2 separate regions of the Sus scrofa genome follow, and region 1 is linked to region 2. The links are chromatin contacts, called in public HiChIP or PLAC-seq maps. All regions are on one chromosome and are shown on one strand. The core of a region is the stretch at or near the end of the contact, and the rest is flanking DNA. Distances in the headings are between cores, read along the strand shown. Region 1 holds the start of PMEL (melanocyte protein PMEL). Region 2 holds the start of DNAJC14 (DnaJ heat shock protein family (Hsp40) member C14).

Region 1 (4,220 bases), core at 128-2,627, 92 kb before region 2:
GGGAAGGGGGGATGTCCAGGAACAGAGGTGAGGGAGAGAAATGTCCAGATAACACAAACAGAACACATCTTCCTTTACTGTCAGAGCACCTCCCGGATGCATACTTACTTGACAATATTAGGGTGGTTAAGCTCCTTAAGCAGAGAGATCTCTCGAATGGCAGTACTGGGTACACCCTCCGTCTCACTTGGAGAAGTTGGGAAAGCAGATGGGAATGTGGTTACAAATATTCCTTTTTCCCCAGCCCAGTCATGACCCCACCAGAGACACCACCCCAGCATCCTCTAGGGAAATGAGAGAAAAGGGGTGTCAGGGATTAATTCATGGGTGGACAGGAAGGGCTTTTGGACACATTAAGGTCATTATTTCTTCTTTTCCCAGGGGTAGATTAGCAAAGCCTCTTGGTGAAAGTGAAGAAGGTTAACTGGGGGAAAAAAGGTGGGGGTGGGGGGAGTAGCAGCACCCAGCCTCCGAGAGGGGCCAGTGAGTTTCAACTGCCATTCTTTTGAAAGGGGGAGAGAATTCTAAGATGAGGGTGGGGTTGAGACAGCGAGGAAAGTTCGTATTCAAAAAGTTGCTCTTTACCGCTTTCTACAAAACCCAACTCCACGGGGAGTCCTGGACCCCAAATCAGAGGCCTCCTTCCTCTTCCCGAGTCTTTCTGACTGTACATTTTCGGGCATCACCCGCCTTTGGAAAGGAAATTTCCCATGGACTCTACACTACCCTATATTCTCCACAAGGAAACCCTGTACTGTCCTTCAACCTACCTCTCCACTTCAAAAGAAGTCCCTCCCTACTACCTTCCGGTCCCTGGATGGCTACCCGCCTGTTGGGGTGGGGGTGGGGGGCACTCAAGGAGCTCCGGAGTTAGAGGAGTCCCAGGTACAGAGGCCACTCACGTGTCCAGGCGGATTTTTTTAAGCGCCACCACTTCTCCCGTCACCTTGTTTTTGGCTTTGTACACAACTCCGTACGTGCCCTCTCCGATCTTTTCCACTTTTTGGAAGTTCTCCATGAAGCGCTAGCGAGTCGAATCAGCCCGGCCCTGGAGCGGGGGCCTGGGAACCCAGCAGAAAGCGGCACCCAGCTCTCGGGGGCCGAGGAGGGGGAAACAGGGCCCTGCACGGCAGCCCCAGGTCGGGATGGAACGCAGCGTATCTCTCGCTCTTGTCAATTTGTCCAACTTGAAACAATGTTGCCGCCTCCCCCCGCCAGTTCCCTACCGCCACCAGAAGCCCCGCCCCTCCTTCCCGCGTTTCCCTGGCTCCGCCCCCAGATCTTCCTATTGGTTAACGTCAGAGTGGGAAGGGCCCGTCCTGCGCTCCGCCACGCCCCAAACGACCCTTCCCAGCGCAAGTTTCTGAGGTGTATTAAGTCAAGTTTTAACCTAGGTGGGAAGGTGAAATATCGTGTTCCTAGTATTTGATTTGGGCTCGAGTTTTCTACCTGTACCTTGAGTCTGTAGGGATTTCCTAATATCTAAACCGGGTTTTCACCACCCTTAGGAAAATGTGCACTGATCTAAGATTAAATTCCACCTAGCCCAGGGAACCTTCTCTGAAAAGCAGGAAGCTGGGAAGCTCCTTGCAAGGGTTTCCTGGACCTCGGAGGAGTCATTGCCTCTGTCAGCCTATCCTACACAATCTCTGTTTTTGGATGCAGGGTTGCTGTTTCTACAGTCTTTTTGACAGGTTTCTGGTTTGACTCACAATAGATTGATCCACTCTCCCATGATGGATTGTGTGTGTAGGGTACGTGTTATGCTATGTTGCTGCCCTTCAGTCAATTCTTTGGGCGGGGGAGTGTTGAGAGTGACCCTGTGAAGCCAGAAACTGTCACTGCGTAGCAAGATGTCCAGGGACCAGGATCCCTCCCCAGTTCTGCCTTTCTCAGGTCCTCCTCCTCCTCCCAGGCCTCCTCTGGAGGGAAAGGGGGAAGGGCTATGCAAATGAGCACCCCTTTCTTATATAGGGGCTTGTCCTTTGCCCCAGTGCCTTTGGTTGCTGGAAGGAAGAATACCATGGATCTGGTGCTCAGAAAATGCCTTCTCCATGTGGCTGTGATGGGTGCCTTTCTGGCTGTGGGGGCCACAGAAGGTGAGTATGGGGAGTGTAGACATGAGCAAGTGTGAATTTGGGGTTGCACACCTGCTCTGCTTTTCCCCTCCCTAATGGGAAATACCAGCAATGCCTCAGACTTCTCCCTCCCATTTGATTTAGTGAGGACATGGGCACATGAACTCTCTCTCCACATGGAGATTTGGGACTGAGCCTAAAAATAATCCCATCTGCTTGGAAGGGCAAGAGAAGAGTGGGTCTTTGTGGCCCTAATTCTGAGACCCGTGGACAGTGAGCTGGAGCAGGGGATCCAAGGGGATAAAATGAGAGGGAGACTCTTTTAGGCAATGTCTCAGGCACTTGAGATAGAGTATTTCCAACGAGGAACAAGAGAATGTGGTATTGAATAGAGGGTAAAGAGGTACCACATTTCCTCTTTGGGATGGGCATGGGCAAACACAGGCTTTTGTTCTGGGGCTGGAAGTCAGGCAGAGGGGTCTCAGCTGAGCATCACATGAAAGGGCTCTGGGGGATTGTGGCCTCGTGACAGGAGCGAGGGGTGGGGGTGGGAGTGGTGAGAGGGTCTGGAATGTCCCGTGCTGCTCTGAGGAAGGGAGGGTTGGAAGTGGACAAAGAATGGGGCATCTTATGATTCTCTTGCTCTAGTTGTGGGATGCTCAGTGGGATGATTCCAGGTCTCCCCCAGCAGAATCGACCAGATTTCTGGTACATGTTAGAAATGGAGTTAGGATAGTTTCTGGCATGCTGAAATATCTACATCGAATCCTAATCTACCACTTTCTCTAGACCCCTGGTCTCATAGACTTCTAGGAACTTCTTCTTGATCTGACTTCATACTTGGTGCAGTTTCAAGTCTTTTTCTTTTACTATGTTCCTTATTGTACTCTAGACACATTCTGTTTGTAAATGTCCACCTGAGGTTCTTAAAAATATTGTGCTTTTTGGAAAATTTTTTTTTTTTTTTTTTTTTTTTTGTCTCTTTAGGGCTGTGTCAGCAGCATATGGAGGTTCCCAGGCTATGGGTTGAATCGGAGCTGTAGCTGCTGGCCTACACCACAGCCATAGCTATTCGGAATCCAAGCCACATTTGCGACCTACACCACAGCTCACAGCAACGCCTGATCCCCTAATTTTTTTTTAAGTCATAAGAAGACATTTCTAGATATTCATGAAATTTCAAATGGATGGGTTTGGTAACTTTGTTATGAACTAACATTGTGTTTCCTCAAGAAAATATTCAGGCGTTCCTATTGTGGCTCAGCGGTTATGAACTGGACCAGTATCCATGAGAATTCGGGTTTGATCCTTGGTCTTGCTCAGTGGGTTAAGTATTCGGCATTGGCACGAGCTCTCGTGTAGGTCAGACGCAGCTCAGATCCAGTGTTGCTGTGGCAACTGCAACTGATTCCACCCCTAGCCTGGGAACTTCCATATGCTGTGGGTGTGGCCCTAAGAAGCAAAAAAAAAAAAAATCTTTTTGCAGATACATACTGAATTTGTAGGGTTTAAAATAACATGATGTTGGGAGTTCCCATTGTGGCTCAGCGGTAACTAACCCAACTAGTTACCATGAGGATGCAGGTTCTATCCCTGGCCTCACTCAGCTCTGGTGTAAGTTGCAGATGCAGCTCGGATTGCTGTGGCTGTGGCATAGGCAGGCAGCTGCAGCTCCCATTTGACCCCTAGCCTGGGAACTTGCATATGCTGCAGATGCAGTCCTAGAATGAAAGAAAAAATAACATCATGTGTGGGATTTGCTTTTAAGTACTTTAGCCCGAAACAAAACAAAACAGGAGTTTCTGTCTTGGCTCAGTGGTTAATGAATCCAACCAGGAACCATGAGGTTTTGGATTCCATCCCTGGCCTCGCTCAGTGGGTTAAGGATCTGGCGTTGCCATGAACTGTGGTGTAGGTCGAAGACACGGCTCGGATCCCGCATTGCTGTGGCTGTGGGGTAGGCCAGTGGCTACAGCTCCAATTAGACCCCCAGCCTGGGACTCTCCATATGCCGAAGGTGTGGTCCTAGAAAAGACAAAACCAAAACAAACAAACAAAAACAAAACACAACAAAGGACTGATAAAGCAAATGTGGCGAAATGCTGATTGTTGTTGGATCTGGGTGAGGCATATGGAGATCCA
Region 2 (4,075 bases), core at 1,251-3,750:
TAACGAATCCGACTAGGAACCATGAGGTTTGGGGTTCGCTCCCTGGCCTTGCTCAGTGGGTTAAGGATCCGACATTGCTGTGAGCTGTGGTGTAGGCTGCAGATGCGGCTCGGATCTGGCGTTGCTGTGGCTGTGGCTGTGGTGTAGGCTGGTGGCTAGAGCTCTGATTTGACCCCTAGCCTGGGAACCTCCGTATGCCTGGGGAGCGGCCCAAGAAATGACAAAAAAAAAGACCAAAAAAAAAAAAAAAATCTTATGCAGGTAATGAGTCTTTGTCCCCTGGTTTTTCAGGGTGGGGTTGGAGTTTCCTAGTCCTTGTGTGTGGAGGGAAAGGCCAGGGGCACTCAGGTGACTAGGGTCTAAAGGCCTAGCAGCCAATTCCAGCTGAAGAGAAACTTTGCCCCATTTGCAGCTGGGACTCAAAATTATCCCATTAGACTGGGAAGGGTGGAGTTAACAAAAGGGGGAGAAGGAGGAGGAAGAGGATAGAATGAGTCATGGTGAAGGGTCTCCCTCAGCTGCTCTAACCCCAGAGAAGGAAGAGGAGAAAAAAGTAGACACCAAAAAGAGTTTGGGATAAGGAATCAAGTGGAGACAGCAACACAGATTTTGTCAGGGTTTTGAAGCCTCCGCCTCAGGTGGAGACGGAGTTGTTGGGGGAAGGGGCGCCCAGCAACAGTCCAGTTCCTGTGGTCCCTCTTAGACTAGGCAGGCGCCTTGCCCATAGACATCTCGTATTTGCTCCTCCCTTCAGGATACTGGTGGAACTTTCCTACCTTTTCCTTTCCCCTGGTATGTCAGCGCTGCCAGTGGGATTTGAACTTAGTTCCTGAAAGAACACCAAGGAGGGGCTGGCATTGGGGGCACTAAGGGAGGAGGGTAAGGCGGTGCAGGCACTTCCCTTCAGCTGTCTTCTTTTGGTCATAGAAAAGGAAGAGTTGGCTTGGGCAATCCCTAGGGCTCCTCTCCTCAATCCATTTGGAAGTCTGGGGACCCTAAATAAGGAGAGGTTGGGGAGGGGGTGTTAACTACTCACCACCCTGTCAAGGCTGAGGAGAGGAGGGGGTAGATGTGCTTCCCTAGACCCCCAGCTGCATCCCTGCCCGGAGTCTTAGGCGTCGTTTCGGGTGGTTGTTGGGAGTGGACACCCCCAGGGCCACTCTGTTCGTTGCCCCCTGAACTCTTGCAAGTCGTAGTCCAAGCCCCGTGGGCTAAATGCAACCAGTTTGGGGGTTGGAGGAAGGGGACAGGGTGTGTGTGTGTTGGGGGGGCTGACATCACAGGGCGGGCCCCTCCAACTCTTTTCGTTTTGTGTGGGGGGACCCAGTTTGCCTATTGATGTAGGCTGGGACCACAGACCCCGCAACCGTAGGAAGGAAGGGTCTTGGAGAAACGCAAGAGGTTTGAGAAAAGGTCTCTGAATACTTCAGCGCTGACTCAACAACTCGAAGCTCTCAAACCCTCTACTGGTGTCCCAGCGCCCCCCTACTCCGGCTTGGTTTCTTCCACTTCCCAGAGAATTGGAGTATTGTTTTCTGGAGAACTTGGTTTTCGGGACCCGGGACCCGGGATCCAGGATCGGGGGAAGGGGCTCTTACTGGTCTGGGGTTGCCGGCGAGGGGTTCATGGGTAGAAAAACTTGCGGAGCAAGACGGAGTCTGGAAGGGGGACTAACGGAGAGAGGCGTGTGGAGAGGAGGGGACGCACAGAGAAGGGAGCCAAGCCGGGTCTGCGTGGGGGCGGGGAAGCGTGTCGACGTCGACAGACAGCTTGGTATGCAAACGAGATGCAAAGCAGCAAGCAGATGAATCCAGTGTTTTTTGGCATTCCGCTCGGGTCCAGAGCCTAGCGAAGCTACGCTCCCATTCCTCTGGCCCAACTTCGTGACGAGGCCTGAGAGTTCTACCCAGAGGGGCGGATCCGGGCCGTGGGAGCTACAGTTGTACCGGGCAGTTCGCCAGCTGGGTCAGGCGCTGCGGAGACCGTGGGTTGCTGGGAAAGAAGGAGCAGTGTAGGAGGGCCAGGGTGGGGTCAGGCCTGGGGCGTCCTTCCCTCCATTCTACCTCTGCACGATACTAAAGGGCCTCTGACCTCGTTACAGCCAGCAGGGAAGTGATCAGAACGGTGGCTCCCCTATGCTCCCGGGTTTTGTCTGCAAGGGAAACAGACTGGCTCGGTGGCTTTCCTCTAACCCCTGGTTTTGGCAAAGTCCAAAAATACTGCCAGAGGGACCCTGAGACTCTGCAACCACTCCACAGGCACTGCTGCAGCGTCCACTTGCTTCGCTTCCAAGGGTGCAACCTTCGCGAATTCCACTTCAGCACGCGGAGGGAGGAAGGAGAGGGACCTTTAAGGGGCGGGACCAGCGCTTCCTCAAGGCCGCCTCTTCCGATTGGACTCGGCGCTTTACCGAACAGGCTCGCGCCTCCGCCAACCGCTTTTACTTCTCCTTCCCGTGTCTTCCCTGGTGACCCCGGAAGTGGAAGTAAGCGCAGGTCGGCGGCAGCGGCGGGCACGGAAGGCGGAAGCAGAGCGTGAGCGGGAGGCGGAGCCGGGGGAGCTGCTCTCGTAGCTCCCCCTGGCCCTAGGCCCAGCTGCTCGAGGGGGAGGAGTTACCGCCGCTCTTAGGTACGTTACCTTCGTCCACCTAGCCCTGAGGGTTCGAGGGTTGTCTCTCTCTGGGACAAACCCAGACTCCGCCCTAGATTTTCCTTAAGGGCCGCTCGGTCCCCACCCTTTTCTGGCAGCTTGTGGTCCCCTTTCCAGTCCTTACTTTTTAACCAAGAGTGACCCCCAGGATCGCACCCTTTACGGTACCTCCCTTTTCCCTGGATTCATGGTTATAGCTTTCTGGTGAAAGAGAAAAGTAAGGGGGGTGGGGGGAGGGAGCAGGTTGTCGTATTGGCTTTATTGCTGGGGTAATGAATGCGCCAGAAGAACTCGGTGCATTCAATGTATCCCTAATTTAAGATTATCTAACCTCTTTCTTGGACCTATCCTTGATCATCTCCACCTTGATACCTCTGTTACAGGTATCAGAATTTACCATGATGGCTGTGACCTAATATCCTCAGGAAGCCCCGGGGTCATGGCCCAGAAGCACCCCGGAGAAAGAGGGTTGTGTGGAGCCCACCACAGTGGTGGTGCCTCCCTCAGGACTCTAGGACCCTCTGTGGACCCTGAAATACTTTCATTCTCAGGACTCAGGGACTCAGCCGGGCCTGCTCCTAATGGTGCCCGCTGCCTCACAGAGCACTCTAGTCCTAAGTACACACAGCCCCCAAATCCAGCTCACTGGTCGGATCCAAGCCATGGCCCCCCAAGGGGTCCAGGACCCCCTAGGAATGGAGAGGACCCTGATCAGAGTGAGGCATCTTCAGAAGAAGAGTCAGGAGTGGACCAGGAACTCTCAAAAGAGAATGAGGCTGGGTACCAGGAGGATGGGAACCCTTCCTTTCTTTCCATTCCATCTGCTTGTGACTGCCAGGGAATCCCTGGAATTCCTGAAGGGCCTTATTCTCAGGGAGGAGATAGCTCTTCTAGCAACTTTTGCCACCATTGTACCACTCCAGCTTTGGGGGAAGATGAAGAGTTGGAAGAGGAATATGATGATGAGGAACCTCTTAAGTTCCCCAATGATTTTTCACGTGTGCCCAGTGGAAAGAAACCTCCACCGAGGAGACAGCGGCACCGCATTCCAGCCAAGGAGGATACTCGGGAGGGTGGACGCAGAGATCCTAGGTCCCTGGTCGACATCGGCTTGGTCGGAAACGGAGTCAGGCAGATAAGCGCAGAGGACTGGGATTGTGGGGAGCAGAGGAACTGTGTCAGCTTGGACAGGCAGGCTTCTGGTGGCTGATCGAACTGCTGGTATTAGTGGGGGAGTACGTGGAAACTTGTGGCCATCTCATCTATGCATGCAGGCAGCTGAAAGGCAGTGATCTGGACCTTTTTCGTGTTTGGGTGGGAGTCTGGGCAGGGCGGCTGGGGACTTGGGCCCAGCTGATGTTCCAGTTTCTGAGCCAGGGGTTTTCCTGTGGGGCAGGGCTGTTCATCCGTTTTCTTAGGCTATTGG

What was found. HiChIP or PLAC-seq counts read pairs in DNA pulled down with a chosen protein or histone mark.
Region 1: a contact with region 2 is called in an H3K27ac HiChIP or PLAC-seq map of alveolar macrophages. The contact joins the promoter of PMEL here to the promoter of DNAJC14 in region 2. A contact is called at or near these places in 5 of 47 Hi-C or Micro-C datasets (embryonic fibroblasts, epiblast stem cells, liver and 1 more) and 2 of 2 datasets of contacts at active chromatin or transcription factors (alveolar macrophages and skeletal muscle).

Annotation. Positions count from the first base shown.
Region 1 is chr5:21,362,766-21,366,985 of Sscrofa11.1, reverse strand. PMEL (melanocyte protein PMEL) reads left to right here and starts at 1,377. Exons shown (of 11, transcript XM_021091780.1): 1 at 1,377-2,099. The coding sequence starts at 1,946. CDK2 (cyclin dependent kinase 2) reads right to left here and starts at 1,156. Exons shown (of 7, transcript NM_001285465.1): 1 at 903-1,156; 2 at 109-186. The coding sequence starts at 1,018.
Region 2 is chr5:21,271,660-21,275,734 of Sscrofa11.1, reverse strand. It overlaps DNAJC14 (DnaJ heat shock protein family (Hsp40) member C14), which reads left to right and starts at 2,500. Exons shown (of 8, transcript NM_001185066.1): 1 at 2,500-2,628; 2 at 3,033-3,742; 3 at 3,745-4,075. The coding sequence starts at 3,089. It overlaps LOC100523964 (transmembrane protein 198-like), which reads right to left and starts at 2,328. Exons shown (of 4, transcript XM_021091778.1): 1 at 1,037-2,328.